Regions from separate parts of the Mus musculus genome. Here region 2 is linked to region 1. A link is a contact called in public HiChIP or PLAC-seq data. All regions are on one chromosome and are shown on one strand. Each heading gives the region's core, a stretch centred on a gene start, on an enhancer-like site or on the middle of the called end of the contact. The rest is flanking DNA. Distances are from core to core; before and after follow the strand shown. Region 1 overlaps Rbm20 (RNA binding motif protein 20). Region 2 has its middle 33 kb from the start of Gm41867.

Region 1 (4,322 bases), core at 971-3,470:
TCTGCGTGTGTGTGTCTGTGTCTGTGTGTCTGTGTGTGTGTGTCTGTGTGTCTGTGTGTGTGTGTGACTGTGTCTGTGTGTTGTGGAGAATTTTTGTGAAACTAGTCCTACATCTATGTAAGAAAAGATTCATGTTTATACTTTTATACATAGACAAATAGACAGACACAAGAATAGACCAGGAGATATACAAACCCCCCTGTAATTGTCTCTGGAGAAAAGAGAGTGGGACTGATCTAGGCAGTGTCTTGAAGGGATATTACTGTGTATTAGGGAATTAAACAGGGTCTCAGTAGCTCTCCATCTTGTGTTGTGACAGCACATATGTGCTGCCTAGGTTGGCCTTGTCCACCTAATGTCCTCTGAGTCAAAATGACTATAATAGCATGTTCTGTTCATTTGAGGGGGTGGGGGAATCAATGATGAGGTTTTTTTAGGCTCCTGCTACACACACACACACACACACACACACACACACACACACACACTGGTGTTGGTTTTTTTTTGACACAGGCTTTCTCTGTGTATACTTGGCTATCCTAGAGCTAGTTATGTAGACCAGACTGGCCTTAAACTCAGAGATCCACGTACCTCTGCCTTCCAAGTACTGGTATTAAAGATATGTGCCACTACCACCTAGCTTACTTTTATATTTTTAAAATTCACAACAAACATGAATATTAAATAAATCTCTTCATCTAATATAATAATTTTAAGTCATAAACTGGGCATAGCAACACATGTCTTTAACACTAGTACTTGAGAGGTAGAGGCAGGAGGATCTCTGTGAGTTCAAGGCTAGCCTGGTCTACAGAGTAAGCTCCAGGACAGCCAGGGCTATATACTGAGACCCTTTCTAATTCCCCAGTATACAAGGTCAAGAGACCTTGTTTCAAAAAACCAAAACATCAATAACAACAAAATTAAGTTGTTTATCTTTTACTTTTTTTTTTTTCTTTTTCTGTAGATACGGTCTTAACTATGCAGCCCTCGCTGGCATGGAACTCTCTTTATAGACCAGGCTGAATTCAAACTCACAGAGATCAACCTTCCTATGCTCCCTGAACGCTGGGATGAAAGGTGTGCATCACCACACCTGGTGCATAATTTTATAAAATAAAACGTATTTTAAAAGAAAGAAACATGAGTAGCTGGGAGATGAGGCTCAGTAGCAGACATGTGTTTTCCACATGTCCCCAGCCCTTCAAAACAAAGAAAGCCTTAAAAAAAAGAAAATGATAGGGTATGGGAGAAAGGAAGAGTGAGTATGTTATTCTTAGAGGCTACATTGGCCAAAATTGCCCCAGACTTGCAGGCTGGTTCAACACAGCCTTGCAGATACAAGCAATCCCGAGACAGTTATGGATGTGTAGGAGACTGTACCCTGTCTGTCATGTCACCATGTCACATGGCTGGGCCCCCTGGAAGCCTGTCTTGTGGGTCGCTGGGGAACGCATACTGCTTTCTCTGCACGCATGGATTTATCATTTCCCTCATGCACGTGCTGAGTTCCACTCCTGAGAGGAAAGGCAGTCCCACCCCTGTCAGTTAGAAAACCACCAGGCCCTCTTCGTGAGACTTGCACGCTGTCTGATAAGAGCAGTGCAGAGCACAGGAGACTAAAGGTCACATAGGGAAGTTGGGCCGAAAATAAAGCGCTAGACGCTCCCTTTAGTGACCGTGGGCAGTTATGCAACTAAAAGTCCTTTATTCTGTGGATGACCTCAGGTGGCTCACCATGTCTTTCCTGGTCTTGTGCTTTTCGTTTTCTGTTTGTTTGTTTTGAGACAAAGTCTCACTTACATAGCCGGGATTGTCCTCAAACTCTCAATCCTCCTGCCTCAGCCTCCTGAGTACTGGGTGGAGAAGTGCACACCACTGTCTGACCTATATAGTCTTCTTAGTGTAAACTGGAAATGATCACATTTGAACTCACTACCCATATGGTTCCTCTGGAGACTGATTGTGCGTGGGCGTGGGCGTGGGCGTGTGTGTGTGTGTGTGTGAATGTATGTGCATGCGTGTGCATGTGTGTGTTGCAGCAGTGGGCGACTCCTATTAACCTACCAAGTGAAAAGCCCAGAACAAAAGAGAGAACGCAGGATTATCATCGATGCTATGAATCATCTCGGAGAGCTGTCATGGTGATATGAATCACCCTATGGTAATGTTGTGGCAAAGGCCCAAACACGGGTTAGCAGCAGTGACCCGGTAATCTTGAAATTAGTCACAGAGGCCTAGCCAATGATGATCCAGCAACACCATTGTTTGTGAAGAGAGTGTGCAACAGCCCTCCCTGTCTCCAAGAAGGAAGAGACCCCCCCTGCTGAAGGCTGCGTTCCACTCTCACCCCCGCACCAGCCCTGGGGCTCCAGTCCTGGCTCTGCTCTCTTCAGGAGTTCGACTGGGGTTGGAACAACGAGACTTTTGTATTTCATCAACTTCCCTGGCTTTTGCTTTCCTCCCTGTGTTGGACAGGTGGGTTGTGACCACAAGATGATCTCTGAGACTCCTTGCTTCTCAGATCTATGACATTTAGCTAGAATTTCGAACTTGCAGCCCGCACAGGACCTGGATTGTCAGAGCTAGCATCTTTGTAACCTGGCATTTTGAAACCCGTCTCTGTGCTACATAGCCTGACCCAGTTTCTGAGAGCATTACAGGAAAGTTAGTTTTTCCCCTTTTAATCACCATGTAGTTATGTCATTTATTGCAGTCAGGGCAGACAATGGTACTGGTCCAGTAGGGTGCGTCCAGCCTTTCCACCCCCATTTTCTTTATATCTGGGGCCTTTGCACTCCTCCTGTCTGGTTCTCCTTGAAACACATTGTAAATAATATAAATTATGAATTACAGTGTTGTAGAAAACTTGGGGATGTCTCATAAGTTCATGGCACTTTCACCTGGAGGCATGGTGAGCTTCTCTGAACTCTTCTAAGATCTGCATATGTGCAGTCAGATTTAACTATGGAAAGATGAAGATCTAGGAGATATTTAGCTTCCAGGAGACAGCAGAGGCCCGACCCCTGAGCTGCAAGTTGCACTTGGGTCTCCTGTGAAGTCGTACCCACAGTGAACAGTAACTCCTGCCTGGCTTCATTAATCTCACCTGGACTATGGTTTATATCTTAGCACAAACAAGCAAGGGCGCATTTGTTACAGTCTGGAAAGTGAGCTGAGTTGAACTCAAGAGTGGTTTTAAATTCCCGAATCGCTTCTCTGGGAAGCCATCGTGCTCACTGTGAACAAAGTTGGTTTTGTTGGTTGGGCACTGACACGCTCCTGGCTTGTCTGCTGGTCAGGGGGACATCACCAGGGACGAGCATGTGGCTGCGCTGTACAGGGCCACAGCACGGACCTTCAACAGCCTTGCAATGTGCTGTTGCCTGGTTGAGGTCACCCAAGGGCTGTTGCCACTATCTCTGCAGCTTGAGCCTCTCTCCACCTCTGCTCTCTCCTGACAGAAGCTGCCCACCCCCTGCCTGCCCTTCCCTTTCTGTCTACTTTCACATCTCCACATTCTTAGCTTCCTTGTTTGTTGGCAGAGCTCCCATGCTGCCTGTTCTCAGGGTGACAATGATAAGGATAATATTAGCAGCGATAACACAACGGCAGGAATAATAATAGCAGTGGTTACTTGCTGGGTGGTAGGAACTGGGCTAAATACGGTATGCACCCTTCCACTCTCAGAACAAGCCTGGATACATCTGTCTTCCTTTTAATGATGAGGACCTAAGGCCTTATAGAAGCTGAGTACTGGCCCAGAGAGACTAGCTTATGAGAGGTAAAATTAGGATGGTTCTAAGTCTCAAACCTGTCTCTGAGCATAGCCCCTGCTCCCCAGTTGTGATGCAATCACATTATCATGACTGACACTTCGCTGATATGGCTGAACCAATGACTTCACTCATTTTATCCTGACTCTCAGTGGCAATGAGAGCATCCAAACATGTGACTGTTTCCTAGAATGAAGATGGTTCTCTTCACACAGAAAATGCCCTCCCCAAGAACAGCCTGCAGAACGCTATAACTATGTGGGACCTGGCAGTTTCCAGGACGCCCAGACAGCGCTTTCTTTACCTGTGTGGGCCTTAAAGGGAAAGAGTGTAATGTGGGTGTTTGTTTGTTTATTTGTTTTTCAAAACAAAATAGGCACACTGTTTCGGCGGGGGGGGGGGGTGGGGGGGGGGGAGGGCAAGAACATCCCTGCAAATTTGGAGATAGTTTGGTCTCCATAGCTAGCACCAAGAGACCCAGGGCTAATGGCAAGATCCTGTCTCTAACTGAGTGCATACACAGGTATGCTGAGGTGCAGGGAGGTG
Region 2 (4,870 bases), core at 918-3,417, 990 kb after region 1:
GCTGACGTGAGCCAAACAGAAGGACTTGTCCAGGATCAGGCAGGTAATTACTTACAGTGATGAGCTGAGGGAAGGAGGCAGAGACACAGCGGCATTCATCATGGCTTTGAGCCATTGCTCCCTTTCTAGCTGTGTCATCTAACAAAAAAAAAAAAAAAAAAAAAAAAAAAAATCACTGGGCAATTCAGTTCAGTAACAAATTCATAGATCAGGGTGTGCACTTACGATACCACTGCCATTCCAAATTCCCCAGGGTAGGCAGGAAGAATTATTAATAGGAACCAATCTGATTTTATGCCCTTTTAAGGATGCTGGAGTTACTGGTAAGTTGAGTGAGCCTGAATGGCTGTGGTCTGGGGGAGGTGAATGAGACATGAGCAATTTGCCTTGTAAATATCTGTTTAATTTCCCTGATGGGAACTGAGGCTAGAACATTTGCTTCATCTAGTCCTCTGTACAAAATATCCACAGCTGGTGCCAGAACTCTCTGCCCCTTCTTTGGGCCAAGACGGAAGGATAATATGGAATCTGTCTAGTGTTTCAGCCCTGGAAGGTTGTTTAAGTTTCTTTCAAGGTTGGTGGACCAAAAGGCATGTAGATAGGAATGGCATTGTAGCGTGGCTAACACAAGAAATCCTAGACTGTACAGAGAGATTGACCCCACAAACTCCATCCCTAGGAATGCAGAAATAGTAGCTCAAATGCTTCAATGGTACACTATGAAATGGTCCTTGCCAGTAATATTTGCTAGATATTGCATACCCATAAATATCTTATAACCACAAAATACCAATAAATATGTTTATATGTAATTGCAAATATATTAATGATTTTCAAGATTAATAAAGGGAAAATCTGGAAGCAGAAATACATATACATATATAGTTCACATCTTTGTAGAAAGGGTATATATTTCATATACCCCTATAACATAAATATGCATGTAATTATATGTACATAGAAAAATTTTTGAAAAACATCCAAGAGATTAAATACTCTGAGAAGTAAGGAATAGAATTTTTAAAAATGAGGAAGGAGATAGCTTTATATCTGTGTTTTATTTTTTTTCTCACAGCAAATATGTATGAAGTATAAGATTAAAACTCAGTTAATTATTCCTCCCCCAATCATAAAGGAACTTGGATCTAACAGTCCAAAATGATTAACAAAGGATTCAAATGGACTCTGCCATTGAGTAGGTACAAGGCACTGGCTAAGTAGCCTTACAGGCCCTTTGATAGATAAAGAGGATGGAGTGAACTTGAAATAGTCATGGAGAAGCCTAACCTGCTGCTGTAGATATGGGTATAAAAGGCTGACAGAAGAGGGGATATGTCTCCAGATGTTGTGTCCATTTCTCTGCATCCAGTGTTGACCCAGCCATATCTATTCTACATGTGTGAAGCTTCAATTTTATAGTTAAAGAGGGAGCATGACAGTTACTTATATTGGAAGGCTTTAAAATGCTATAGATGAAACAAGGTAAACTGATGTCAGTTTGAGGAGAAAGTCCTCATCACTCCATATAGGTGCTAGTTACTGATGTGTTGGGGGTGTATTAAGCATTGGGGTGACAGCCTTATATGCAGAATTTCTATCACTATGTGTAGTAAGGCCATTGAAAAGGTTCTATTTTTGCCTCCATTTCAGTGTAAAGGAGACATTAATACCCACTCTTGTCATGGTCTATATACCACAGTAGGAAAAGTGCTAAGGCAAGAATGAAGATCAAACCTAAGGGCCCCCTAGTCCATGAACACGAGGCTGCACCATGCTTGTCTTGAAATGGTCCTTAACTTTGGGAATTTTGTAACATTTCCCAAGTGATTTTAATATGCAGCCAGTGGAGAATGTCTCTAAAGAGACTGCCTAGCACAAAGGTTGTTTCTGAGTCTATCTGTCTCATTCTCCCATATCAAAGCAGAAGCTTGGGGCCTATGACAAAGCCACTTACAGGCCTTCCCATAAGTGAAGAGGTGGAGTAGAAATTACATAGTCAAGAGGAGGGTAAACCCACTGCTATGGGTAAGCATGCAGAAGGCTGGGGACAGAGGTTCTACATGTCTACATGTTGTATGCCCATTTCTTTGCATCCATTCTCAACCAGTGGCTGGACAGTGGGACAGTGGGTAAACTCCATACGCTCCTGGATTCTGAGTCACTTTCTTGTCACAATGATAGCAATGTAAATGATTTTCTGCCTGGCTTTGCTTCCTGTCGCCTCCTCTAAACCCTCGTGCCACTAAAAAAATGAATACAGATACTGCATTGTGTAAGCATGACATTTATTTATCTGTAACCTCAAAGGCCTGAATCATCGTTCCCCAGGAAGAGAGAAATTGTAGCCCGGTGAAGAGAAGCTCAAAGGAAATAGACTCAGACCCAAGTACTCCTGAGAAAATCAAACCTTTCAGGGAAGAAAGAATCAGGGTCCCTTTATAATGAACAGGATACATTCACTCAGGTCTCCTGTTAATTTAGAGCTCATCTTAATCTCAGCTGAGGAGTCAAAATTTGCATTTATATAGAGGCCAAATACTCTATCAAAAAAAAATCTGTTCTAAATTTTGTTTTTCTATGAAACTTAGGTCAAAATGACATCACCACTGATTGGTAAGGATACAGCACAAAGAACAAGCTTTTAAATCAGAGAGATTTGAGTTTATGCCTACTGTGTACCTTCTGCCTCAGTAACCTATTACATTTCTCGAAGGTATCACTCTAACCTATAAAATGAGAATATTATTTTCACAGGATGATTGATGACCATCAGGTACGTGGCTCCTCCTAAAAATGGTGGTTCAAGTGCTATAGGTACCAAATTGCAGCCCAGCTTCGTGCTTTTGCTCAACTTCTTTTTATCCCAAGCTAACAAGTGGTTAAATAATCTTACTACAAGTAAGCAGGCTACTGAATATCACCTAGACAAAGAAGAACAACATTCCACCTTTTAGAGACCTTGTGTGCTCTATGTGCTCTTCATCGAGTAAAGACTTCCTGAAAATGACCACCAGAAACTGAAGATGCTCAGGAAATTGGGAGCTGCCCAATAAGAAAAAAAAAATTAGAATAAAAGGAAAAGCAATACATTGCTCCATATGTCTGGTAAGCCCAAGTAGGCAGAGAAACTGTACAATCTAATGCTTATTCCCCAGCCTCAGGCTCCCAGTGTTACCCAGGTACTTGCTATGTTCATCCATCGCACTTCATACTCATGACCTACTCAGAGCACACTCTCTGAATTTGCCTTCGGAAAGATCTAGTAAAGCTCCCACGTGGCATTCAAAGCTTATGTGGTAATATTTCTAATAGCTCCTCTTCCTTAGCGACATAGACCTGATTTCTGGCCCTAACAGAGACATGGAGCCAACCTTATCCTTGTCTGGAAAATATACAAAAGTTCATTCTGAATATGAGATTCAAGTGATTGACTGAACGTTACTTTCCAATCAAACTTTCTCTTTGGTTCAAAAGCCCAAAGCATGAGTTGAAAGCATTTGCAATGTATCACAAAGGTGATTGGCTATAATCAGAGGCATGAGTTTGGTCAGGTTAAGGGCAAAACAAACCCAGCACCATCCAGAAGGCTTGCAGGAAAAAAATATATAACTGGAGATAATTGTATTAAATAAATAAGTCATCCTCAGAAAAGCAAATTCCTCGTGTTTTAATCTCATTTGTGATTTCTAAATTTTAATATATACATAAAATCCAGTCTGTAGATATGATAGAAAAGTAGGTGTGAAACTGTTTAGATGAACAAAAGGGACTAACAGGAGAGAGAAGATAAAAGGGGTGGGAGTAGGAGGTAGGGGGATGTTCTAGTTTGCTTTTTGCTGCTGTTAGGAACACTACAGAGCAGAAGAAACTTGGAGAGAAAAGGTATTTTTCAGCTTGCAGATTATCCTCCATTATTCAGCATTGCCAAGGCATAAACTCAGATCAGGAACTTGAGGCAGTAACCACAGAAAAAATGTTATGTCCTTAATTGCTCACTCTAGCTTATGTACAGTCTGTTTTCTTATATAGCCCAGATCCAGCAGAAAATGGATTGGTGATACCCACAATGAACTGGGAACTCATACATCAATTAGCATCCAAGAAAAGCACCCACAGACATACCCACAGGACAGTCTGATAGAGGCAATTCCTCCAGGAAGGCTGCCTTTCCCCAGATGTGTCAAGTTGAGAAACATTAACTATCACATGGAGCGCATACCCAATGTGCAACATAAACTTGTATGAAAATGTCATTATATGACACACTATATAACACATCATGCATACTGAAACTTAACGATAAAATTTAAATAATGGTAATAATTTTAAAAAATCCAGAAAACAAGAAGCAAAAAGGAGACTTTCTGTTGACACTGAACTATAAATTCACCTACACACCTATCTCGTGCGTAACTCTGAAAGACAGGAGAAGAGAAGCCTTCCTCACCTCACAGGCATCTACTACCTTCTGCTCTAAGTCTTCTTCCTTGACTGCTCTGATGCCACTCATTCTGGACATCCTCATGGGTGACTCTCAGCTCCCCTAAGTCTTTGTCTTTTGTTCTCCATCTTCAGGCTACTCCTTGGATGCCGTGTTCTCTTGGGAAGTCAGAGAAACAGATAAAGACACAAATTTACCATGTTGTCCCCAACCGTGACTTCAAGGATAACGATTATAGGATACTCCCTAAGCCACCTTGACACCCGATGTTTTACAAGATCCAAATCTCAGTATCCAAGTGCCTTGTGAATAGAGATACTACAGTTCTCTTCACTGAACCTGAATCTATGATGTTAAAAGTTTAGACAGCACATGCCCCACGTTTGTTTCACTTTCTAGTTTGTGTCTCAGTGAAAATGTCCCCAACAA

What was found. HiChIP or PLAC-seq counts read pairs in DNA pulled down with a chosen protein or histone mark.
Region 2: a contact with region 1 is called in a FOXA1 HiChIP or PLAC-seq map of pancreatic cancer cells. The contact joins two enhancer-like sites. A contact is called at or near these places in 1 of 115 datasets of contacts at active chromatin or transcription factors (pancreatic cancer cells) and 1 of 9 other capture datasets (embryonic stem cells).

The regions. Positions count from the first base shown.
Region 1 is chr19:53,798,556-53,802,877 of GRCm38.p6, forward strand. All of the region lies in intron 1 of Rbm20 (RNA binding motif protein 20), which reads left to right. Among named protein-coding and RNA genes, the nearest start is that of Gm30890, 14 kb to the left of the region's middle. Within about 2 kb of position 2,221, at least 148 of the 459 cell types and tissues checked have an H3K27ac peak or open chromatin away from gene starts, as enhancers often do. A contact at or near this core is called in pancreatic cancer cells, where this site is marked.
Region 2 is chr19:54,791,299-54,796,168 of GRCm38.p6, forward strand. No RefSeq gene overlaps it. Among named protein-coding and RNA genes, the nearest start is that of Gm41867, 33 kb to the left of the region's middle. Within about 2 kb of position 2,168, at least 5 of the 459 cell types and tissues checked have an H3K27ac peak or open chromatin away from gene starts, as enhancers often do. A contact at or near this core is called in pancreatic cancer cells, where this site is marked.